Linked DNA regions of Mus musculus: region 1 is linked to region 2. The links are chromatin contacts, called in public Hi-C maps. All regions are on one chromosome and are shown on one strand. The core of a region is the stretch at or near the end of the contact, and the rest is flanking DNA. Distances in the headings are between cores, read along the strand shown. Region 1 overlaps Madd (MAP-kinase activating death domain). Region 2 has its middle 9.9 kb from the start of Ptpmt1.

What was found. A called contact is a pair of places that touch in the nucleus more often than the background predicts.
Region 1: a Hi-C map of liver shows a contact between it and region 2, with 2.6 times the contacts expected there. The contact joins two enhancer-like sites. A contact is called at or near these places in 1 of 39 promoter capture datasets (the HPC-7 cell line), 1 of 484 Hi-C or Micro-C datasets (liver), 3 of 115 datasets of contacts at active chromatin or transcription factors (bone marrow-derived dendritic cells, bone marrow-derived macrophages and hepatocytes) and 2 of 9 other capture datasets (adipose tissue and pancreatic islet).

What each region holds. Positions count from the first base shown.
Region 1 is chr2:91,150,416-91,154,502 of GRCm38.p6, reverse strand. It overlaps Madd (MAP-kinase activating death domain), which reads left to right. Exons shown (of 35, transcript NM_001177720.1): 26 at 1-68; 27 at 1,939-2,049. Among named protein-coding and RNA genes, the nearest start is that of Madd, 27 kb to the left of the region's middle. Within about 2 kb of position 1,287, at least 4 of the 459 cell types and tissues checked have an H3K27ac peak or open chromatin away from gene starts, as enhancers often do. A contact at or near this core is called in hepatocytes and liver, where this site is marked.
Region 2 is chr2:90,925,748-90,930,120 of GRCm38.p6, reverse strand. No RefSeq gene overlaps it. Among named protein-coding and RNA genes, the nearest start is that of Ptpmt1, 9.9 kb to the right of the region's middle. Within about 2 kb of position 1,415, at least 8 of the 459 cell types and tissues checked have an H3K27ac peak or open chromatin away from gene starts, as enhancers often do. A contact at or near this core is called in hepatocytes and liver, where this site is marked.

The sequences.
Region 1 (4,087 bases), core at 38-2,537, 220 kb before region 2:
AGGATGATGAAGACCGCTTGCTGGCCACACTTTTACACAACCTCATATCCTATATGCTGCTGATGAAGGTATTGCTTATGTACTGATTGATCGTATTGCTTATGTCCAGCTGTTACTGGTGCTAGAAGGGCAAGACTAGGTCTAGTGCCTACATTTTGGACTGGTTTGGAAGCTGCCAAAGTATCTGACTGAAAAGTTCAAGGCCCCTGTGGCAGCTTGCCCACTGTTGCGTTAACTGAAGCTGCCAGGCTGTTTTGTTACTGAATGTTATGAAAGTCATTGATTATTACCTGTTACTGGTTTACTTTGAATTTGATGTATTCCCTTTGCTGAGCTGTTTTAGGCTACAACAGAGCTCTCAAATTACAACTGATTTAATACTCTTTTTTTTTTTTTTTCAGTAGTATATTCTAAAACCTTCAGGGGCTCAGAATTTATTTTTGAGCACCAGCCCTTTGTCATGTAGAATTTTCTGTAGCTAGTAAAAGCTGTCTACTGGCATGATGGTTCATGCCAGCAAATAAGGCACTTGAGAGGTAGAGGCAGGAGGATCAGGGATTCAAGGCCAAGCTTGGCTATAAGTTCAAGACCAAGTAAAACTATATAAAATCTTGTCCAAAAAGTATCTGCTTATTAACAAAGGAGTGGTAACTCTAGTGTGAGTTGTTTGGGCTTCATATTTATAATTGTGGAGAAGTGTATTGCAAATTATCAAGAGAAGTTCTTCTCTGAAAGAGAAATGTGGATTTGGATTGGTGGTGGCAGAGAATTATTGTGAGAATGAGCCTCCCTGAGCTCTCCTTAGCTTTTATTTATTTATTTATTTATTTATTTATTTATTTTTCCCTTCTTGCTCTGGCCTTGCTCACTCCAGCCCAAAGATTTATTTATCTAGTTTATGTAAGTACACTGTAGCTGTCTTCAGATGCACCAGAAGAGGGCATCAGATCTCATTACGGATGGTTGTGAGCCACCATGTGGTTGCTGGGATTTGAACTCAGGACCTCGGGAAGAGCAGTCTTAACCGCTGAGCCATCTCTCCAGCCTCTCCCTAGCTTTTAAATGTGAAGGGAGCAGTTCCCAAACACAGAGACAGACTCTGTGAGCCTTTTGCTTTGGTTGATTTTGTGTCTTAGTTAGGTTTCTGTTGCTGTTATAAGCATTATGGCCAAAAACAACATGAGAACAGAAGGGCATATTGGCTAACTGGTGATAGTCTATCATCAGGGGAAGCCAAGCCAGGGACCTGGGAGCAGGAACAGATGCAGACACCATGGAGGAGTGCTGCGTATTGGCTTGCTCAGGCTGCTTTCTCAATAGACCTCTACACCAACCTGCCCAGGGAGGGCACTGCCCAGTGAGCAGCTGGGCTCTCACATCAATCATTAATCAAAAAACAACTCAGAGGCTTATCTGCAGCTGCAGGCCAGTCTTACAAAGGGATTTTCCCAATCGAGAGTCCTTCCCAGATAACTCTACCTTGTGTCAAGTTGACAAGTCAGCATTCCTATATTGTAAGCTTTTCTTTATGCTTGAATTCCATTTCCCTGTGGTCAGGGGTGGATGGTGGTGCTTACCTGCAAGGTGTCTCAGGTACTAGCGTCCCACTTTACTGTACCTGTGTTACTGTTTCTAAATCATACTCTAAGAAGTCCTTTTGGGGAGGATGTTATGGTGGTGTTGGTAAAGGATGGGAGGAGGTGTCTCCTTGATGTCCAACTCTCTAAGAGCCACTTTCCTGTAGAAGCTAGCTAGAGGCAGAGGCAATCCCCAGCATATGGACAGAACACACAGTTGAAAGTGTTCTGCCATAGTCAGTAACATAGTCTTTCAGAATTCCATTTCTCTCAGGTAAGTGGAAACTGATTATTTTCTTGTCTCTGCCTCACTTGGGAAGGGAGCAGAGCCTTTATTAAGACTCCTGTCTTGGCTTTACAGGTGAACAAGAATGACATCAGGAAGAAAGTACGGCGCCTAATGGGAAAGTCCCACATTGGGCTGGTGTACAGCCAGCAAGTCAATGAGGTGCTCGATCAGCTGAACAGCCTGGTGAGCACATCGGACCGTCCCTTTTATCCTGCGTGTCCCCCTGCCTATACAGCGCTTTCACACTAAACACGTCTGCCATGCTGCTATGCAGCCCAGTTAATGCCTAGTTTAGAGGAGAATCGGTAGTTACAGTTAGTAGTTTAGAGATGGGTAGCTATAGTTAGTAGTTTGGAGAATGGGTAGTTAGAGTTAGTAGTTTAGAGAATGGGTAGTTAGTAGTTTAGAGAATGGGCAGTTAGAGTTAGTAGTTTAGAGAATGGGTAGTTAGAGTTAGTAGTTTAGAGGTGGGTAGTTATAGTTAGTAGCTTAGAGAATGGGGCAGTAGTCCAGGTGAGGTGTTGGTCCTTCTGTTCAGTGTGGGGACTCTCAGTCCTCCAGCTGTTAGAGTACAGCAGTTTCCATGTGAGGTCTGCACACCTCTGCGGATCTGAGATGAAATCTGTTCTCATCACAACACTTAAATGCCTCCTTTTTCTTTTTCTTTTTCCTTTTCCTTTTTCTTTTTTTCTTTTGAAACAGGGTTTCTCTGTGTAGCCCTAGCTGTCTTGGAATTCACTCTATAGACCAGGCTGACCTCAGACTCACAGAGATCTATCTGCCTCTGCTTTCTGAGTGCTGGGATTAAAGGTGTGAGTCACCAAAGTCCAGCTAAGATGCCTTCTATTACTTTTTAATATTTGTACCAAAACTCAAAAGCAGTCTTGAATAGACTGTGGCACATTGCTATCCTGACACTGAACTATGTAGCCCCACCCTCACCTCCATGCATCCTGTTCTGTAAAAGAGACAGTTTTGTAAGCTGTCATGGTGTCAAGCCTGGTCTACAGAGAGAGTTCCAAGACAGCCAGGGCTCCAGGCCTGCAGAGAGAAAAAAAGACAGTGTTTGGTAAGATAGCTCAGTAGGTAAAGGTACTGTTGCCAAACCTGACAACCTAAGTTTGATCCTTGGAACCCACGTGGTAGAAATAGAAAACTGATTCCTGCAAGCTGTCCTCTACCTGCACATGAGCTTCATAGCACATGCCTGCCCACACACAGACACACTACCCACCCACCCACACTCACACAATGAATAAATGAATTAATAAGTAAATAAAATATAATTTAAGGACTAAAGAGTTGGGTCAGTGGTTAAGAGCACTTGTCTCAGCACCCATATGGTGGTTCACAACTATCTGTATCTAGGGGATCCAATTCCCTCTTCTGACCTTTGAGAGCACCAGACATGCACACAGTGTACATAAATACACACATACATATAAATATTATACATACATATATATGTGTGTGTATATATATACATATGTATATATATATATATATATATATGTGTGTGTGTGTGTATATATGTGTGTGTGTGTGTATATATATATAAAATAAGTTCTTAAAAATTAAAATAGCCGGGCACGGTGGCGCACGCCTTTAATCCCAGCACTCGGGAGGCAGAGGCAGGTGGATTTCTGGGTTCGAGGCCAGCCTGGTCTACAAAGTGAGTTCCAGGACAGCCAGGGTTATACAGAGAAACCCTGTCTCGGAAAAAAAATAAAATAAAATAAAATAAAATAAAATAAAAAGCCCAACAGTTTCATGCTGAATGTGATGAGGCACACCAGTGATTCTATTACTTAGGATTTATTTATTTTAGCCTAAAACTGGGTTTATCATTTTTTAAAATTTCAATATTTTATGTGTTTTGTTTGTCTGCATGTATGTATTGCACCACATGTGTGCCTGGTGCCTAAGGAGCACAGAGAGGGAGCTGGATTCTGAAAGTGGAGTTACAGCCAGTTGTTAGCCACCATGCGGGTGATAGAACTCAGATCCCAGGCCCTCTGGAAGCAAAGCAAGTGCCCTTAGCTGCTGAGCTATCTCTGTGGACCCTGAAACTGACTTTTTAAAAATCACATCTTAAATAACACAAGGAGGATCACAAGCTTAAGGACCATCTGGCTTATACTGTAACTGTCTAAAGAATTATTTTAAAAATCTCCTGGTTTTCTGGGCATGTTGGTGCATGCCTTTAACCCCAGCACTCAGG
Region 2 (4,373 bases), core at 166-2,665:
AATCCTCATTAATGGCTGCTATCATGACTTTGGCATTCTTCCTAGCCTGTCTGTCCTCCTGATCCTCCCTGTTGTTAGATACGTTGGTAGGGATCTCAAGTAGCCTTCAAAACCCTCCATTCTCTGGAGTTTCTTTCTAATATGTGGAGCTGACTGAGTTATAAAAGCAACATTAATAGCTCTCCTGTTTTCTTCTGCCTCTGGATCAATAGGCAAGTAAGTGCCAGGGGCATCCATCCATCGCTCCAGAAAGGCTACCAGGTACTCCCTTGGTTCCTGCATTTTCTAGCTAATCTTAGATAAATTTGTGGGGTACTTTGCAGCAGTCTGGAGACCACCCAATAGAGTCTGGCAATATACCTTCAGGGACTCCTTACCTTCATCATAATTGGAGTTCCAATTGGTCAGAAGAAATGAGAAGACTGCCTTGATGACCACGGGAAGGGTGATGGCCGTCCATCTCTGTCCTGGCACCAGTTTCCTGGCCTCTCAGGACCCTTTCTCTCTTTATATGTAGAGAGAGTCCGTAACATTTGTTGACAATCGTCCTAGGTGGGCTGGTGGGTGTGAAAACATCGTTTCCTAAAGAGAAATCATGCTTTAGGACTTCTCAGAGAAGGGGGGGGGGTCTGATTTTTCAAGTTATATTTGCCATTCGTCCTAAAAGGCATATAACCCAATAGGGCTCTTCGTTCCACCACCATCCCCGCCCCTCATCCTATCAGAGCGTGCTCCTCCCTGCACCTGGGAAGCCTAGCGGAGAAAAAGAACTGCAAGCTTTGCAGGGCCTGCATCCTGCTGATGAGTTGAGCCAGAACGGTTGTGAGGGGAAGAGAGAAACATTGCAGGAGGAAGGTTGTGGGGCTCTAGCAGCGCCCTCAGTGCTAAGAGAAGAGCTCAGAGAGAAATGTTATAGCAGCGTCCTCGGCCAGAATTTTGGGATAAAGAGGCCCACTGGGAGAGGGAATGGAGTCCCTTGCGTCCACCAAAGGAGCATCAGGGCTTCTTTCTCAAAGGAGGGTGCACTGGTGCCTGAGGCTTGACAGGGCAGAGGGTAAGGGGCATCTCCTGTCGGCCCTGGAGGTGAGGGAGGAGCCATTTCGGGGGTCCCTCAGGGAGGAGGACCTAGGCCACAATATACCGTATGCTATCTGGGTGGCCTGGGTAGCCGACCATCTCGGCTCCGGCCGCAATGGAAACAAGTAAGTTAAAGGTGCCCTTTCGGGCCAATCCACGCCAAGGGTTGGTCTCTCAAGTTGGCTGAGGGTACCACGGAGTTTCCCAGGGAAGACAGAGTCTCAGGATTCCTGGGCTTTCCTTTGGAAATCCTTCAAATGCTAAAGAGCAAAGTCGAGAGATAAACCAGGATCAATAGATGGTGACTCTCTGTCGTATGATGTCAAAATACAGTACAAGACCAAAGAACAATCAACAAAGTAAAACCAAACAGAGTTGACAACAACGAACGGACTTACTACGGCCTGCCATAAACAAAGACCCAGGAAAAGTAGATGAAAAGGGTACTGACAGAGTAGCGTTTAGTAAGACAAGTCTGTCCCCAGAGCAAAAAACAAAAACAAAAACAAAAACAACAACAACAACAACAACAACAACAACAACAACAACAAAAAGTCTTAGTCCTCTCCCAAGAGGAGCCTGGAGCCTGAACCTCAGCTATGTCCTCTGAGGGAGTCTAGAGGCTACCAGCTGTCTGAGTCACTCCCTCCCAGGGACTTGACAGACCAGCTCTCTCAGAACCCTCCAAAAGGAGCCTGCAGGGTCGGAGGCTCAGCCAGACCACCAGGTCTCACTCTCCTCTTGTCTCCCACTCCGACCCTAGAAGCAATACTATGTCTGGATTTTCCTTTCTTGGGTCACAGAGCAGGTGCTAACAATTCAGAAATTCCCAGTCTCACATCCGGAGGCTACTCTGAAGACCGAGTTCAAATGGCCGGTCCTGGGGCTTGAAATAGTGGATCCCAAATGTTAGGGTCTGAGAATTTGGGAATAATCCACTATGAAAACCAAGTTTGAGCCAGCAAAATGTTTCTTTATTCAAAGCTGATATATCAGGGAGACAGCAGGGTTCAGGATCCAAACTCTGTCAATCAGGGGCAGAACAGAACAACTATTTAAGACAAGAAATCACAGGTGGTATACTTTTTTTTTTTTTTTTCGAGTCAGGGTTTCTCTGTGTAGCCCTGGCTGTCCTGGAATTCACTCTGTAGACCAGGCTGGCCTCGAACTCAGAAATCCACCTGTCTCTGCCTCCCGAGTGCTGGGATTAAAGGCGTGTGCCACCACCACCCGGCAAGATGTTCAATCTTAACTCTCTTAGCTCCATAATAATTAAGATTGTCAGATGTAGAGGGTGCTGGGTGTGTACCTCAATTGTTAAAGCCTTAGCTAGCATGCATGAGCACTGAGTAACTCAGGCCTGCTAGTGCTTGTCTATAATCCCAAGGATTATATCCTAAGGAGATAGGCAGGAAGATTGTGCAAGTGCAAGGCCTGAAGAGTCTACACAGCCAGTCAGTGAGAGCTACTTGTAGAGATTCTATTTTTAAAAAATAAGGGTGTGGTGGCAGCACTTAGGAGGCAGAGGCAGGCAGATTTCGAGTTCAAGGCCAGCCTGGTCTACAAAGTGAGTTCCAGGACAGCCAGGGCTACACGGAGAAACCCTGTCTCGAAAACCAAAAAAAAAAAAAAAAAGGGCTATCAGATGGCTCAGTGGGTAACTGGGGCCAAGCCAGATGGCGCAAGTGTGATCTCCAGGACATGTGGTTGAAGGAGAGAACTGACTCCTGTAAATGTCCTCTGACCCCCACAGTAGCTGCACCATTAGACACATACCCGCACATGCGCACACACACACAGAAGTGTAATAATGAACAGCTGGTCAGGTGTAAGTGTGCACACCTTTCATCTCAGCATTCAGGGAGCAGAGGCAGGCAGATCTCTGAGTTTGAGGCTAGCCTTGATCTATATAGCAAAGTTCCAGGACTATGTAGAAAGACTTTGTCTGGACATGATTGAACTTGGGAGGTAGAGGAATAGAGGAAGCTAGTTCAGGGCTGTCTGAACTACGAAGGGTTTGTAAGACAGCTGGAGCTACATGAGACTGTCTCAAAATGAAAGTTGGGACTTGTTAGCGGCTCAGTCTGGAAGAAGACTTGCCTTGTTTGAGTGAAGACCTAAGTTTAGATCTCCAGAACCCACATGAAAAGAAAAACTACTTGGCACAGTAATGATGTCTACATAAAAATGGGAGGCAAAGGCAGGCGGATCCCTGAAGGCCCCTGGCCAGGGGCTTTATTTCACTAAGTTCCAGGGCCATGCCTGTCTCAAACAGAAAGTAGAAGACTCTTGAGGAATGATGCTCAAATATCGAAGAATGGTACAGTGCATGCAAAAACACACACCTACAAGTGTACAAATACACACATGAACAGGCAAACACACATGCATGTATACATGCAAACATACACGCACACACATATACATGCCTATACATACAGAAAATATTCAAGGTAAGCAAATGTAATTCTTACCACATTGGGAAATAATTAAATCTAGTTTTAACTTTTACTAGCTTGTTATTAAGAATATTACAAAGGATACAGACGAACACACCATGAAAAAGATGACTAGAGTAAGATTTGTCGGAAGAACTGTGAAACGTCCATGCTTTTTCTAGCAGGCAATACTCCAGGGACCTCTACATATTCAGGCCTCTGGAAGCTCTTAAATAATTAAACTTAAAAGGCTGATCAAGTTATGAGAAGCAGACATTCCCAATGCATACAAGTATAGCCATATTGAGAGAATAACCATTAATATTAAAAATATTCACCTTGAGCTGGGCAGTGGTTGTTCACACCTTAATCCCAGCACTTGAGAGACAGAGGCAGAAAGATCTCTGAGTTTGAGGCCAGTCTGGTCTATAGTGTGAGTTCCAGGACTTCCAAAGTAACACTGGGAAATCCAACCAAACAAAAATCACCTTGAGCCAGTAAGATGGCTTGGAAGGTGAAAGCCTTTGCCTCCAACCCGATGTCATTTCACGCTGTGCATTTACATGGGCTGTGCACTGTTCATACACACCTGTATATACCACACACATATCTAGTTATATGGAGTTATACAAAATACCCATTAATCAATAGTGTATTTGTGGTTAAAGAGATTCAAAAAGAAATTACTGAGACAGGGAAATAAGGAAATTATAGGGAGGGAAGACTTTCATTAGGCTGGAGGTTGCACAGTACATACACTAATTAGAATTTATTAAAGCATATATATATATATAGAGAGAGAGGGGGGGTGGGGAGTCTCACTGTGTAGCTCTAGCTGTTCTGGAACTCCCTCTGTAG